Regions from separate parts of the Callithrix jacchus genome. Here regions 2 and 3 are each linked to region 1. Evidence: chromatin contacts called from public Hi-C data. All regions are on one chromosome and are shown on one strand. Each heading gives the region's core, a stretch centred on a gene start, on an enhancer-like site or on the middle of the called end of the contact. The rest is flanking DNA. Distances are from core to core; before and after follow the strand shown.

Region 1 (4,578 bases), core at 1,021-3,520:
GAGGGCGTGGCAGACCAAAGAGGCGGAGCGTACAGTGTCCCCAACCACTGGAAGATTCCAGACTCTTAGATCCGCTTGCTACCAACCACTCTAAAGATGGTGAAACTGAGGACCATTGATGGCAGCTGTTTAGAGGCCAAGAGCCTAGGTTTCAGCAAACTCAACCCCGCTGTTAAATTACCACCACCCGCCACCAGCCTGGAGCAGCCACCTCCACCCGGGTATGGCAGGGATGACCATAGAATACCATGGGGCCCCAGAGCAGAAGGCCGGCCTGCTAATTGACCCTAAGGTTCAGGTCCCCCAAGTCCCCACGGTCTAGAGGGCTGAACTAAAAGATAGGCTCACTGAGCAAGTTGAGACCTCTCTAATTTCTCATTTGTAAAATGAGAGTGGTGATGCCTGACAGCAAGCCATGGGTGTCAGAGGAATCAAAGAGGACTTTGTGAGCCCGAAAAAGCCACAGGGCCGCAGATGACAACTGGGAGGACAGGTTCAAACCCCATATCCCTGAGCAAATCATTCCCTTCTCTGAGCCTCAGTTTCTCCAACTGCACCATGAGGGGACTCAGTCATGATCTTAAAAGTTTCCATCCATCACCAAGAGCCTATGGAAAACTGTCTTCCAAAGTTTTAAATTCTAGAGCAAAAATACAAACCCTACTACCATATCTCCCCAGCTCCCAGAACTGGCACTTGAAGGCCTCTGGCCTGTCACTGGTCGGCCAGGGGATCATAGTAGCCCTGCCCGGGTACTCCCCGGATCCGCTGGCCGGTGAAACGTGCGGGCCAAAGTGCCTGGTCCCAGGGCTAGACCCAAACAAACCTCCAGACCCCTCGCCAGCCCCAGCTGCAAACCTCCGGCGGCGGCCCCTAGGGGGCAGTGTTGCCCCGAGCTTGGGCCCTAGCAGTCACTGCCCCCGTCCGGCCCAGCGCCGGGAGAATATTTGAGTTCTGGGAATGTTGGACACCCCCGCCCCCGCACACACGCCGCCCCCCGCGGCCGGCCCCAGCCCGGGGGCTCCCGCGCTGCGCGTCGCCGGCTCGGTGCGGACTCGCTGCTGGCTCCCCACCTCTCCCAGCCGAATGCACTTCTGGGGACAGGGTTTTGTTTGGGGTTGTTTTATTTTTTGGCCGGGGGTGGGAGCAGGCATTCGGCTCGGGCTGCCGGCGCGGACTAGGATGTCTGAGCTCGGAGACCCGTGAGAGAAATTCGAGGGGCGAGGGGGCTTGTTTTTCCAGTAACCTGTCAGCTGCTTTCCCCGTCTCCCCTTCATCCCTCTGCTGCCACCCCTCCCCGATGTTTGATGGGCATCCACACCGCACCACCTACCAAAGATCAATCTCTGGGGATCCCCCAACCCCGCCAGGAAGCGCCCCGGGGTAGGGGGTGCTGCAGTGGATGATGTTTTCACCCCACCATCAGCCTCGCTACCCCAGCTCAAATCCAGGCCAGGGGCCAGGAGACAGTAACGATCTGAAGGGTAGCGTTTGGGGGGGTGACTCCTGCTGCGAATTTCCCCCATCCCCGACCGTGAGCCGTAAAGTCAGGGTTTGGAGCCTAGACGGTAAAGGGGAAACGGAGGAAAACCCCATTCAAGTTTGGTCCAACGGTTTCATGGGGAGTGGGGCAAGTAGGAAGAATTTTAAAGACCCGAACCCACAAAGCAGACTTTAAAAAATTATAATTGAAAACATCTCGAAGTCAGGGCCGCCAGAAGCGAGACCGCTCCCCGCCCCCCGCCCCAGCCCCCTCTCCCGCTCCCCGGAGTCCGATGAAGTCATGATAAGTAGGCTGCAAAAAAAAAAAAGTGGGGGGTGGGCTGGAGGGGTGGGGGCACAGGGGTCCCAGGCTGGGGCCCCGCGCGGACAGTTTGGATACTATGGTTACGCGATCCGACCCAAACAGCGAAGGTGGACAACAATAGCGGCCGCCAGAGGAGGAAATTCCTTCCGGGGTGGACGGCGCGGGGGGAGGGGCGCCTGGCTGGAACGCCGAGGCTGCGGCTCGGCCAATCAGCGCGCGGCCGCCGGCGGTTTCAAGGTGCCCCGCGCTGCGCGCCCCCACCCCCCCGCGCGCTCCGCTCGGGCGCTGGAATTGCTGAGACGTTTCCCTGCACGCGCCCGGGTAACCCTGCGGAGGCTGCTGCCCCGGCCGACGCCGCCCTCCCTGCGCCGCCCCCCGCGCCGAGCCCACCGCCCGGGGAAGGCCGAGAGTGGCGCTGCAGGAGTTGCTTGCCCTCGAGGGAGGTGGGGGGAAAAATCCCTACAAACCACCCCTCTCTGTGTGTTTGGTTCCTGCACAAGCCTGTTTTCTATTTTAAAGCATGTCTCAAGAAAAAAAAATGAGAGGAAGAGGGAGAGAGACGAGGACAGAGAAGGTCCACTGACAGCTCTAGAAGCCTGGCAGGACCTGACCCTGCCTCCCGGTCTCCGAGGCTGTTATATAATAAGTTGGGTTATTGATACTGGCGATCTTGCCCGGGCATCCGGGATGCAGAGGTCCAAGGACAAAGCTGCCATCTAGAACCCCCTGGCCACCACCAAGTTCATGTGACCTGGTTTGCAATGGGCTAATCGAAACCAGGGGCTCCCCTTCGCTGGCATCTGGGTTATGTATGTGGTGCCCAGTGGGGCGACTGTAGCCGCTTCTCCCTCACCTGCCAGGGATTCTGTGCCCCAAGTCCCCCTCCTTTGGAAGCCCCGGACTAGCTCTCAAGCCGCTTTCCAGGCGCCCAAACCCTCCACCGCGCCTCCTCTCTCTCCTGCTCTCCTGCCAACTAACCAACGCCGGCATGCTGGGCACTGCGAGCGCCACATCGATCCGGTTCCTTTTTTAAGCCCCTGAACCAGGTTTCTGTTTTTCTGATGCCTTCTGGGCACAGGGCACCACTTGGATGAGGAATACATGTCGTTTATTCACTGCATATTAAGAGACACTTCTCTGGAAGGATCTAATGTTCAAAAAGTATTTTGCCTCTTCACTCTTTCTCCCTCTCTTCATATATAATGGGGATAGCCCTAATTCTCCCGTTCCTCGTGTGTCTCTTTATAAATAAATAATGCGATTTTATTAATTATGCACGTACAGTGTCTCCAAGCAGATTGCTGTGTCTCTTGATGCTTAATATTAAAAAAAAAAAAAAAAAAGGAAAAAACCCTCTACACGTAAAGCTGTTTTTCCCCTACTGCAAGCAAACAAAAACTTCAAGGGGACCTATGTCCTCAAAAGGGGGAAAGGAAGATTGAAACTGGGGAGAGCATGGGCGGGGGAATCTAAAGGCGTTCCTGTGCAGGTTTTCAAGGCAGCTGAAGGTGGATTTCAAGTCGCCTGCTTCATGCTTGTGATTGAGCTGCGGGTCTGAAAACATACCAAGGTTCACTTGGGTATTTGTGCGCTAGGAGGGATGGGCAGCTGCTAATGGTAAACAGGAAACCAGTGAGAAGAAAGCTGGCGGCAGCCCAGTCCCTCTCTCAACTCCATGCCCCTCCTCAGAGCCCCTGAACCCCGGAGCTCTCGAAACACACTTGGTTTCTGTGCATTTGTGCATCGACAATCTCCTGAATGCCCAGCATAATTCCTGGCATATAGTAAGGGCTCAACAAATATTTGCACATTGAATGAATGGAGCGCGGAAAACATAAACGGGTTGGGACTGGGCTAGGTCTTGGGACCCTGGGTCTAGAAGGGGCAGAAGTTGGGGCTTTATCCATCAGACAGTTGCAGAACAGGCTGGGGGGCGGGGTTCCTGAAGCTTTCTGACCAAGGAAGGGACAGAACAGAGCTGAGCGTTAAAAAGCTAAGAGGGGCCATGCAGGGTAGCTCACGCCTGTAATCCCACCACTTTGGGAGGCTGAGGCGGGCGGATCACCTGAGGTTGGGAATTTGAGACCAGCCTGTCAAACATGGAGAAACCCCATCTCTACTAAAAATATAAAATTATCCTGCGAGGCCGGGCGCGGTGGCTCATGCCTATAATCCCAGCACTTTGGGAGGCCGAGGCAGGTGGATCGCGAGGTGAAGAGATCGAGGACATCCTGGTCAACAAGGTGAAACCCTGTCTCTACTAAAAATACAAAAATTAGCTGGCATGGTGGTGCATGCCTGTAGTCCCAGCTACTCAGGAGGCTGAGGCAGGAGAATTGCTTGAACCCAGAAGGCGGAGGTTACTGTGAGCCGAGATTGTGCCATTGCACTCCAGTGTGGGTAACAACAGTGAAACTCCATTTCAAAAAAAAAAAATTATCCAGCGTGGTGGCGCATGCCTGTTAACCCAGTTATTCGGGAGGCTTAGGCAGGAGAAACACTTGAACCCTCAGGCAGAGGTTGCAGTGAGTCAAGATTGCACCATTGCCCTCCTGCCTGGGTGGGCAACAAGAGCGGAACTCAGTCTAAATAAATAAATAAATAAAAAGCTAAGAGGGCACAGAGAGGTGCAGTAATACAAGCAACATTAAGCAGAGTCAGTGTGGCCAGAGAGGAATGGACACAGTCAGAGATGGGGAGGTGGGGTGGGGTGGGGCTCTTCAGTCTCTTTAGTACATGCATATGAGGGAGTGGGAGGGGGTCAGAGGTGA
Region 2 (4,717 bases), core at 2,163-4,662, 360 kb after region 1:
TGAGCATGCCCAGGGTCAGAACTCCGGGGACTTTGTTAAAGGGAGGTGGTTGATTGTTGGTCCCAGCCCCAGCGTTTCTGATTTAATAGGTCTAAAGTGGGGCCCAAGAATTTTCATTTTCTAACAAGTGTCCAGGTGATGGGAGGCTGCAGGTGGAGAGTCCCCATGTTGAGAATCACTGGCCGATTCACTTTCCTTCTGAGTCTGAAGGGAAGTTCCCCTCTCAACAGGGAGAATCACACTGGCTCCTACTACCTCTCCCCCAGCGGTGCTGTGAGGGTCAAATGAAAAGCCAGATGAATTCAGGAATTTCTGAGAGTTGGTTGGGACCCAAAGATCCACCTGCATTGAACTCCCCATTTGACAAGAGAGGCAACTGAGGACCAGAGATAGCAAAGAATAAGGTCACAGTCCAATCAGAAGATGACAGCTGGAACTAGGTCCCAAGTAGCCTTCCCCCTGTGCTCCCCCAGCCTAGAAAAGAGTTCAGTGTCTTGTCTTTCAGAGGAAGTGACCCTACGTGGGATTTGTGGCAGGTGCTGGAAGAGTCCTGCCTGCGTCCCTTGATGTTCACCATCCCTGTGCATGCCGACCTGACAGCCTCTAAGTGCCAGCCCCTGTGACTCTGCCTGAGGACTTTCTCTGGCTTCGGAGCCCACCCAGGCCTGGCCTGCATGAACACAGAAAGTTGTCAGCAAGCGCTAATGTTCATTCTTCTGCAGCAAATTCCAGACAATTCCTGGTGGATAGACACCCCAGCTCCCTCGCCCCTTGATAGGGACAACTGTAAGGCTTGTTGTACCCCATCATGCAGGAATCCTCAGTGGAATTGAGCCCTGGCTGGTTATAGCAAAAATCGGCTTGATAACACACCCTTTGTTGGCTTATTTTCCTCCCGGTTTCACCTTCCAACACCTCTATAGGTGCCTCCTCTGACTCACCTCTCAAATAAACCACTTGTCTCAAATTGTCTTTTAGAGCCTGTTTCTGGAGAAGCCCAGCCTCAGACAGAATAATAACGGTAACAGCCATTAATTCATTGAGTACCTATTATATGCCAAGCATTGTGTACAAATGATCTCATTTGATCTTCCTGACAACCTTCCAAGTGGGTTTCATCACCTGCTTGTCACTGTTGAGGTTGCTCAGGTTCTGAGAGGAGAGGCGGCCTGACCAAGAACTCTCAAACTGATAAGCTGTAATCCACAAGGGGGCGGGCAGGTAAACCAGACTACACACTGTACTTTGTAGGACTGGGAGTTAAGGAACCTGGTTTCCTTTGTGGGGGCTCAGCCCTAGCCCCTGCTGCCCCTGGACAGTCATGACCAGAAAGAAGGCAGTGTGGGCCACCAGGATAAGGCATCTTTGCCCCGACACTAACCTCATTGCAGGCACCATTAACGGCAGCAGCAATGGGACTCCTTCCAAAGGCCTCACTAACTGAGGATACTGATGAAGGAGCCAGAGGGTGGAGAGGAAGAACCGGCAAATATGGTGACTGCAATTGACAGGCTAGCTTGCGGCTACTCTTGGGGACTCCCAGTAATAACTAGGAGAGCTTCTGAGAAGGATGTTTCTGCTTATGTAGAAGTGGGGCTCATGGGCATTGCCTTTTTGGCAAAAATGGGACTCCATTTTGTAACCACAAGCCGGTGAAGCCAGGCAATGTTTCGGTTTCATCTAATACACTCAATTTTTTTTTTTTTGAGACAGAGTTTCGCTCCATTGCCAGGCTCCAGGCTGTAGTGCAGTGGCTCGATCTCAGCTCACTGCAACTTCCACCTCCCAGGCTCAAGCAATTCTCCTGCCTCAGCCTCCCGAGTAACTGGGATTACAGGTGTGTGCCACTACACCCAGCTAATTTTTGTATTTTTAGTAGAGACAGGGTTTCACCATGTTGGCCAGGATGGTCTTGATCTCTTGACCTGGTGATCCGCCTGCCTCGGCCTCCCAAAGTGCTGGGATTACAAGCGTGAGCCACCATGCCCGGCCTCATCTAATACATCCTAATGTGCTTGTGGGGACAGAATATGGTCTTTGTCTATGGAAGCGCAATATTTTGCTTTTGGTTCAAGTTTCAAAGCATGTTTCCCTCATAAATAATTTTGTTACATAAAAAGAAAACTATTTGAGTAATAGTGAAGTCATATACTCACGTATAGAAAAATAAGCTCCCTCGGTGGCACTCAGGGTCCACGTTAGACTTCACACTGGGCCCATTTTCACTAGTGGGAGCTTTGTATGTGTCTTCCTGTGTCTAGCCTCAGTTTCCTTGTGTGTGACAGGAGAGGCAGCTAAATGGCCCCTTGCCCTCGGAGGTCCCAGGTTTGACAGGGCCTGTGGCTCTCCCTCGGGGCCACTTGGTAAATCTGGGCAGGTTTCTGCCCCAGTCTAGCCTAGAAGCAGATCTGTAATTGAGCCTGCAGGGTCACTGTGACAGGCACAGCCCATAAATCTCAGCTGAGGGAGCAGCCCAGGGAGATAAATTGTGCTGCAGCTGAGTCTTCCCTTGCACTCTGGGAACAGCCTGTCTCTGGGGTTAACCTGAAGAGAATGGGGAGCTGCCAAAACCATTCCCCATGGATGAGACACGCAGTGGGGTGGGGGCATGAGGACCCAGTCCATGTCTGGTGAGGAAGAAGTGGTTGCAGAATGGTGTTTGCTCTTTAGAGCTCATGAACACAAGTGCAGGATGCTTTCAACAAAACAGTGGCTTGATCAGAATGAATGCAATATCATGGGATATTTATCTGCCTCTCTTCTCCCCTGGGGACTGAAGCCAGAGACCACATGTAGGTCAGCTGGCTGTGCCCAGCACAGGGATAGGCAAATACAAATCACAGAAAATAATAAGAGGTAGCCTATATTGAATGAGCACTTATTCTATGCCAGGCTCTGTGCCCATCATTCTATGTGTATTATTTATTCTTTGCAACAATCCCAGGAGAAGCCTTCATGATACAACTGAGAAAATAGCACAGAGATGTTGACAAAATTGTCCAGAATCACTCATCTAGTAAGTGGTTGAGCCAGGCTTTAATCTCAAGCAGTTTAGCTCCAAAGCTTGGGGTCTGATCCACTCTGTGAAATGATCAGTACAGTAATGATGACAACAACAAGGAAAGCTCATTGTGTCACATACCTGTCAAAGGGAGCGTAGGAGGGATTAATCAAGGTTGGTCAGGAGACCACAGGCAGCCTGGCACAGGGAATATCACGTGCAAAGACAAGGGGTTGAGAAGTCATTGCGTGTTTGGGGAATGATGACACAGTTGGTAAGGCTGAGGTGTAGAAAGGGCGCTGAGAGATGAATCTGGGGAGGGAGGTGGGGGCCAGATCACTGCAAGCCTCAAGAGTTAAGCTCAGGGCCACGAGTTCTAGCCAGTGGGCCAGGGCAGCCACTGCAGGTGTTAAGCAGGGCAGTGATAAAGCCAGGTGTGAGGACCACACCACCTCTCACCAGATCTGTGACCTTGGGCAAGTCACTTCTTCTTCTGGAGCCTCAGTTTCCTGATCTGTCAACTGGGAGTGATTGTCACCTGCATATCACTGTTGAGATTGCTTGGGTTCAGAGAGAAGAGGTGGCCTGACCAAGAATTCTCAACTGATAAGCTGTAATCCACAAAGGGGGTGCAGGTAAGTCAGACTCCACTCTGTACTTTGTAGGACTGGGAGTCAAGGAACCTGGGCTCTCTCTTTGCAGCCTTTGCCCCGGGGCAGTCATGACCAGAGAGAAGGCAGTGTGGGGCACCAGGATAGGGAATCTATGGAACCTCCTGCCTCATAGGGCTTGGACAGGGGCTAACAAAACAGGATGAAAAGGATTTTGTAAACTGTAAAAGATTTTATAAATGCAGCTTGGTGGGTGGAATGGAAGGAAGTGAACAGATAGCAGGTGTGAGTTAAGCCAGCTTATTTCACATAGAGGCCACTAGGTTTATTCCAACTTTCCTTTATTGTTATTAAAATTATATTTGCATGGGGTTTTGCTAATTACCATTTGGCTTTCATTACCTCTCTTGAGGATCTCCAAACCTTTTGATTAAATAGAATTAATCCCATTTCCCAAATGAAGACATTGAGGCTTGGAGAGGGACAGGACTGCCCCAGCCATGCAGAGGGCAGAGCTGAGGCCTAGCCTGGTGTCAGACTGCAGAGCTGTGCACCGCCTCCCCTGCTTCCCATGACCTTCTTTATACTGAGCAGCTTGTCTGAGTTAACGCCTGCAAATGACCAACCAAGGGTGTAAAGGAGCAAGGAGGCAGGAAACAGCAAGAATGGATGACTGGGAGGATTCAGGATTGTAGTATTTGCAGCTTTGACTATTTGTCAATAACCTAGATGGTCTGTGACAGCTTGTAATTGGTCAGTTTGCTGAGATCCAAATTTGAATTCTTCAAGATCAGTGTAGGCAGACAAAGCCCATTTGTGAGAGAGTCCAGCTGGCTGCCCAGCACACACTTCTCAGCTCAAATTTCTGGTTCTCTCCTCTTTGTGGGAGGCAGGGTGACCCTCAACACATGGGCTTCAGTCAACCCATCTGGGACGAACTCCTAGCTCTGCCCTGAAGTGGTGTGACCTTGGGAAAGTGACTTCCTGTCTCAGAACCTCAGTTTCCTAATATGTAATTCCAGAATAATACTTCAAAGGGCTGTTGAGGATCATTCATGGACTCTGCTGGATAAAAGGAACTGGTCACCGTGTGGCCTGTGGGAAG
Region 3 (4,095 bases), core at 705-3,204, 400 kb after region 1:
TGCACTCCAGCCTGGGTAACAAGAGAGAAACTCTGTCTCAAAAAAAGAAAACAATAATAATAATAAAGGTATCCGCTCACAGAGGCCTTGTAACTGCCCGCTCCAAAGACTTTTTACTAGCTGGCCCTCAACTTCCCACAACACTTGACACTGGGGCCGCCCATTTCCCCTGCCTCTAAGAACACCCTCTGGCCAGCATGCCTTTGTACTGCCCTGGCTCTCTTCCTGTCTAACTACACTTCCTTAGCCTCTTTACCTGGTTCCTCTTCTTCCTTCCACTTCCCCTGCATAGATTTCCTCCCAGGTTCAGTCCTTCAGCCCCTTCATCTTTCCTTTTACTCAGAGACTTCATCTATGTAGGTGATTGTAAGCAAACACTTCCTGGCAAATGACTTCCAAATAAGTATTTCCAGTCTAAATTTTGCATCTGAGCTTGAATTCCACATATCCAATTTTCTGCTGGACATTTCCACTTAATGGGTTTATGTGAGAGCAAAACTCTAGGGACACTGATGCAAATGGAAACACTGAAAGAAAACTCCCATTTGAGGTATATAAGAAAAGGCACTAAATTCTGATTTAAAACAGATGGCAGAACCCATAGAGACAGTCCAATAAAATAAAGGGACATATGGCTGGGGTCCAGGGCACAATGGCAGTCTGCTAACCAGGAAGGGACACTGCCCCAGGAGACCTGGATTCTCATTACATCTCTGGTGCTAACTCACTAGGTGGCCCTGGATAAGTCACTTCATCTCTCTAGGTCTCAGTTTCCTTGTTTATAAACTGAAGTAGGTAAATGGATTTAAAAGGGTTATTATACTGACATTTACAGAGCTCATAGAAATATATTAGAAAAATTGTTAAGATCCCAGCACAAATGGACAAAGAACATGAACAGTTTACAAAAAGAAGAACAAAGTGCCAAAAAATCGCATGGAAGACAATTCATTCTATGCAGCACATGAAAACAAGATGCTATTTTTACTTCCTACATTTGTAAGATTTAAGAAAATGGTAGGAATGTAAATTGGAACAACCTTTCTAAAAATCTAAGATTCAAAAATGGATCAGAACAGGAGATGCATATCCAAGAGGTATCTGAATTAAGGCTTCAGCTAAGTTGGAGACATGGACAAGCTCTCTGGCTAAATGCTTCAAAGCAGCAGCAAAAGACTATGGGCTGAACTTTAAGGAAAAGCACCCTGTTAGGGGAGAGAGGATGATGACTGAAGAAACAAACAGGAAAGAAACAAGGACATAGAAGGCCAGAAGAGCCATGGAGAAAACTTGTTCAACTTTGTCATTTTCACTCATTTGAGGACTCTATCCTGAGCTCCTGCTATATGCCACTAATGCTTGAAATACACTGGTAAATAAAATGTAACTTCTGCTGGCATGGAGTTACTGCCTAACAAATAAAAAAAAAAAGAAGTAAATAATTAAATAGGTGATTACAAACTGAGATAAGGGCTATGAAGGTAACAAACAGTTTAAAAATAGATACAGAACTGGCAACCAGTTCAGTGTCATTTATGTCAACAGAAAGGGAGTGATCCATGGTCTCAAATTCACAGTCTGGAAAGATGAGAACTAAGACAAGACCACTGGATTTGGATTGAATGAAGTTACTTGTGTCCTGAGAGAGTAGTGGTTGTGGGAGAAGCCAGCTTGGAACGGTTTTCCCAAAGGAGTGGGCAGGCCAGAAATGGGAGTTGCGAGAAGACAACATTTTTAAAGGAATCTGGCTATAAATAGAAGAGAAATTAGGTGTTTGGAAAAGGTGGCAAAGACAGTTAAAAGGGAAGATTTGTGCTTCTCTGAAAGCAGAAAGAGGGAGCCAGGGGAGAAGATAAAGGTGGCAACACAGCGAGAGGCATCGGGACATCCCCATTTTGCCTCACTCCTATGGTCAGTCCTTGCTAAATCCAGCCCATTATCCCTGATAAGGTTTCTCTAAGGAGCTATTTCACATCTCCATTCTCTCAGTCCTCCTCCATTCCCTCAGCCTTTACCCTCCAAGCCTTCATTGTGTCTCAGCTCAATGTTTATGGCCATAACTCATCCTCACGGCTCACTTTCTCACCTCCTTCAAGTTTCTGCTCAAATCTCTCTCAATCAGGCCCACTCCCCTCAACACCATCCACATTCCCCATCCCCCTTAACTTTCTTGACTTTTTCTCTTGCATAGCACTTATCATCTTCTAACATAACTAAACAAGTTATTTATTATGTTTCTTCTTTATTGCCTGTCTCCTCACTAGAATGTAAGCTTCAGAAGGATAGGGATTTTTGTCTTGTTTTGATCACAGGCATCTAGAACACTGCCTGGCACATGAATGAATATCTGAATGACCTCCTATCTGATCTCCTGATTTCTAACTGATCTTTACTAACACCCATTTCCTATGCATTTTTCTCATAGTCACCAGAAATGCTCATCATGTCTTCCTATAGTTAACATTAAATGGTTCCAGTAGCAGCTGTTTCTAAAGCTCATAGGTTGCTAATAAGATACCCATCTTCACTGCAGCACTATTCACAATAGCAAAGACAAGGAATCAATTAAAATGCCCACCAATGTCAGACTGGATAAAGAAAATGTGGTACAGATACACCATGGAATACTATGCAGGCATAAAAAAAGAACAGGGTCATGTCCTTTGCAGGAACATAGATGGAGCTGGAGGCCATTATCCTTAGCAAACGAATGCAGGAACAGAAAACCAAATACTGCATGTTTTACTTATAAGTGGGAGCTAAATGATGAGAACTTATGAACACAAAAAAGGGAATAGACACTGAGGTCTACTTGAGTGTGGCGGGTAGGAGAAGGGTAAGGAGCAGAAAACATAATTATTGGGTACTAGGTTCAATATCTGGGTAACGAAATAATATGTACAACAAACCCCCATGACACAGAGAGTTTACCTATATAACAAACCTTCACATGTACCCCCAAACCTAAAATGAAAGTTAAAAAAAAAAAAATAGGCCCTTCCTCTCCTTTCTCCGGACTAAAAGTCTGACTCCAGCGCCACTTGAGGCCTGTTTGCAGAACCAGCACAAACCAGCACCATGCCCACGACAGTGGGGTACTGGGACCTCCGCAGGCTGGCCCACACCATCCGCCTGCTCCTGGAATACATAGACTCAAGCTACAAGGAAAAGACCTATATGATGGGGGACGCTCCTGACTATGACAGAAGCCAGTGGCTGAAGGACAAATTCAAGCTAAGCCTGGACTTTCCTAATCTGCCCTACTTGATTGATGGGGCTCACAAGATCACCTAGAGCAACGCCATCCTGCGCTACATTGCCCGCAAGCACAACCTGTGTGGGGAGACAGAAGAGAAGAAGATTCGTGTGGACATTTTGGAGAACCAGACCACGGACACCCGGATGCAGCTGGTCATGATCTGCTACGACCCAGAACTTGAGAAACTGAAGGCAAAGAAAGTACTTGGAGGAACTCCCTGAAAAGTTAAAGGTCTACTCACAGTTTCTGGGGAAGCGGCCATGGTTTGCAGGAGATAAGATCACCTTTGTGGATTTCCTCGCCTATGACGTCCTTAACCACAACCGTATATTTGAGCCCTGCTGCCTGGATGCCTTCCCAATCCTGAAGGACTTCATCTCCTGATTTGAGGGTTTGAAGAAGATCTCTACCTACATGAAGTCCAGCAGATTCGTCCCAGGTCCTTTGTTTGGAAAGTCAGCTACATGGAACAGCAAATAAGGCCCCGGGTTGCCAGAAGATGGGAGGGAGGAGCCGACCCTGCTGCCTGGGCAGAATGCTGGAGAACAGCCTGACTCCCTGGACGAGACTTCTTCCTTTTTCCTTCTTTCCGCTATCTTCTCTTCCCCAAGGTTTCACTGTCTTGCTTTCTTCTAACATGAGCCCTCCTCGCATTGAGGCTCTTTAAAGCTTCAGCTCCCCACTCTCCTCCACCAAAGTTCCCCTCCTAACATCTCCCTTTTCCTGCCCTAACGCCAACCTGACGGCCTTTCCTCAGTGCTTGTCTCTTCTTTGAGAAGCCAGACTGATCCCTGAGCTCCCCAGCACTGTCCTTAAAGACCGTCTACATACCCTGA

The links. Hi-C and Micro-C count contacts between places; a contact is called where the count stands out from the background.
Region 2: a contact with region 1 is called in a Hi-C map of skeletal muscle, with 2.9 times the contacts expected there. The contact joins two enhancer-like sites. A contact is called at or near these places in 2 of 3 Hi-C or Micro-C datasets (both in skeletal muscle).
Region 3: a contact with region 1 is called in a Hi-C map of skeletal muscle, with 12 times the contacts expected there. The contact joins two enhancer-like sites. A contact is called at or near these places in 2 of 3 Hi-C or Micro-C datasets (both in skeletal muscle).

What each region holds. Positions count from the first base shown.
Region 1 is chr7:91,673,638-91,678,215 of calJac240_pri, reverse strand. No RefSeq gene overlaps it. Among named protein-coding and RNA genes, the nearest start is that of ACOT11, 49 kb to the left of the region's middle. Within about 2 kb of position 2,270, at least 14 of the 16 cell types and tissues checked have an H3K27ac peak or open chromatin away from gene starts, as enhancers often do. A contact at or near this core is called in skeletal muscle, where this site is marked.
Region 2 is chr7:91,310,911-91,315,627 of calJac240_pri, reverse strand. No RefSeq gene overlaps it. Among named protein-coding and RNA genes, the nearest start is that of CDCP2, 39 kb to the left of the region's middle. Within about 2 kb of position 3,412, at least 1 of the 16 cell types and tissues checked has an H3K27ac peak or open chromatin away from gene starts, as enhancers often do. A contact at or near this core is called in skeletal muscle, where this site is marked.
Region 3 is chr7:91,270,235-91,274,329 of calJac240_pri, reverse strand. The region is part of intron 3 of TCEANC2 (transcription elongation factor A N-terminal and central domain containing 2); the gene reads right to left. It also overlaps the pseudogene LOC100390757. Among named protein-coding and RNA genes, the nearest start is that of TCEANC2, 25 kb to the right of the region's middle. Within about 2 kb of position 1,954, at least 3 of the 16 cell types and tissues checked have an H3K27ac peak or open chromatin away from gene starts, as enhancers often do. A contact at or near this core is called in skeletal muscle, where this site is marked.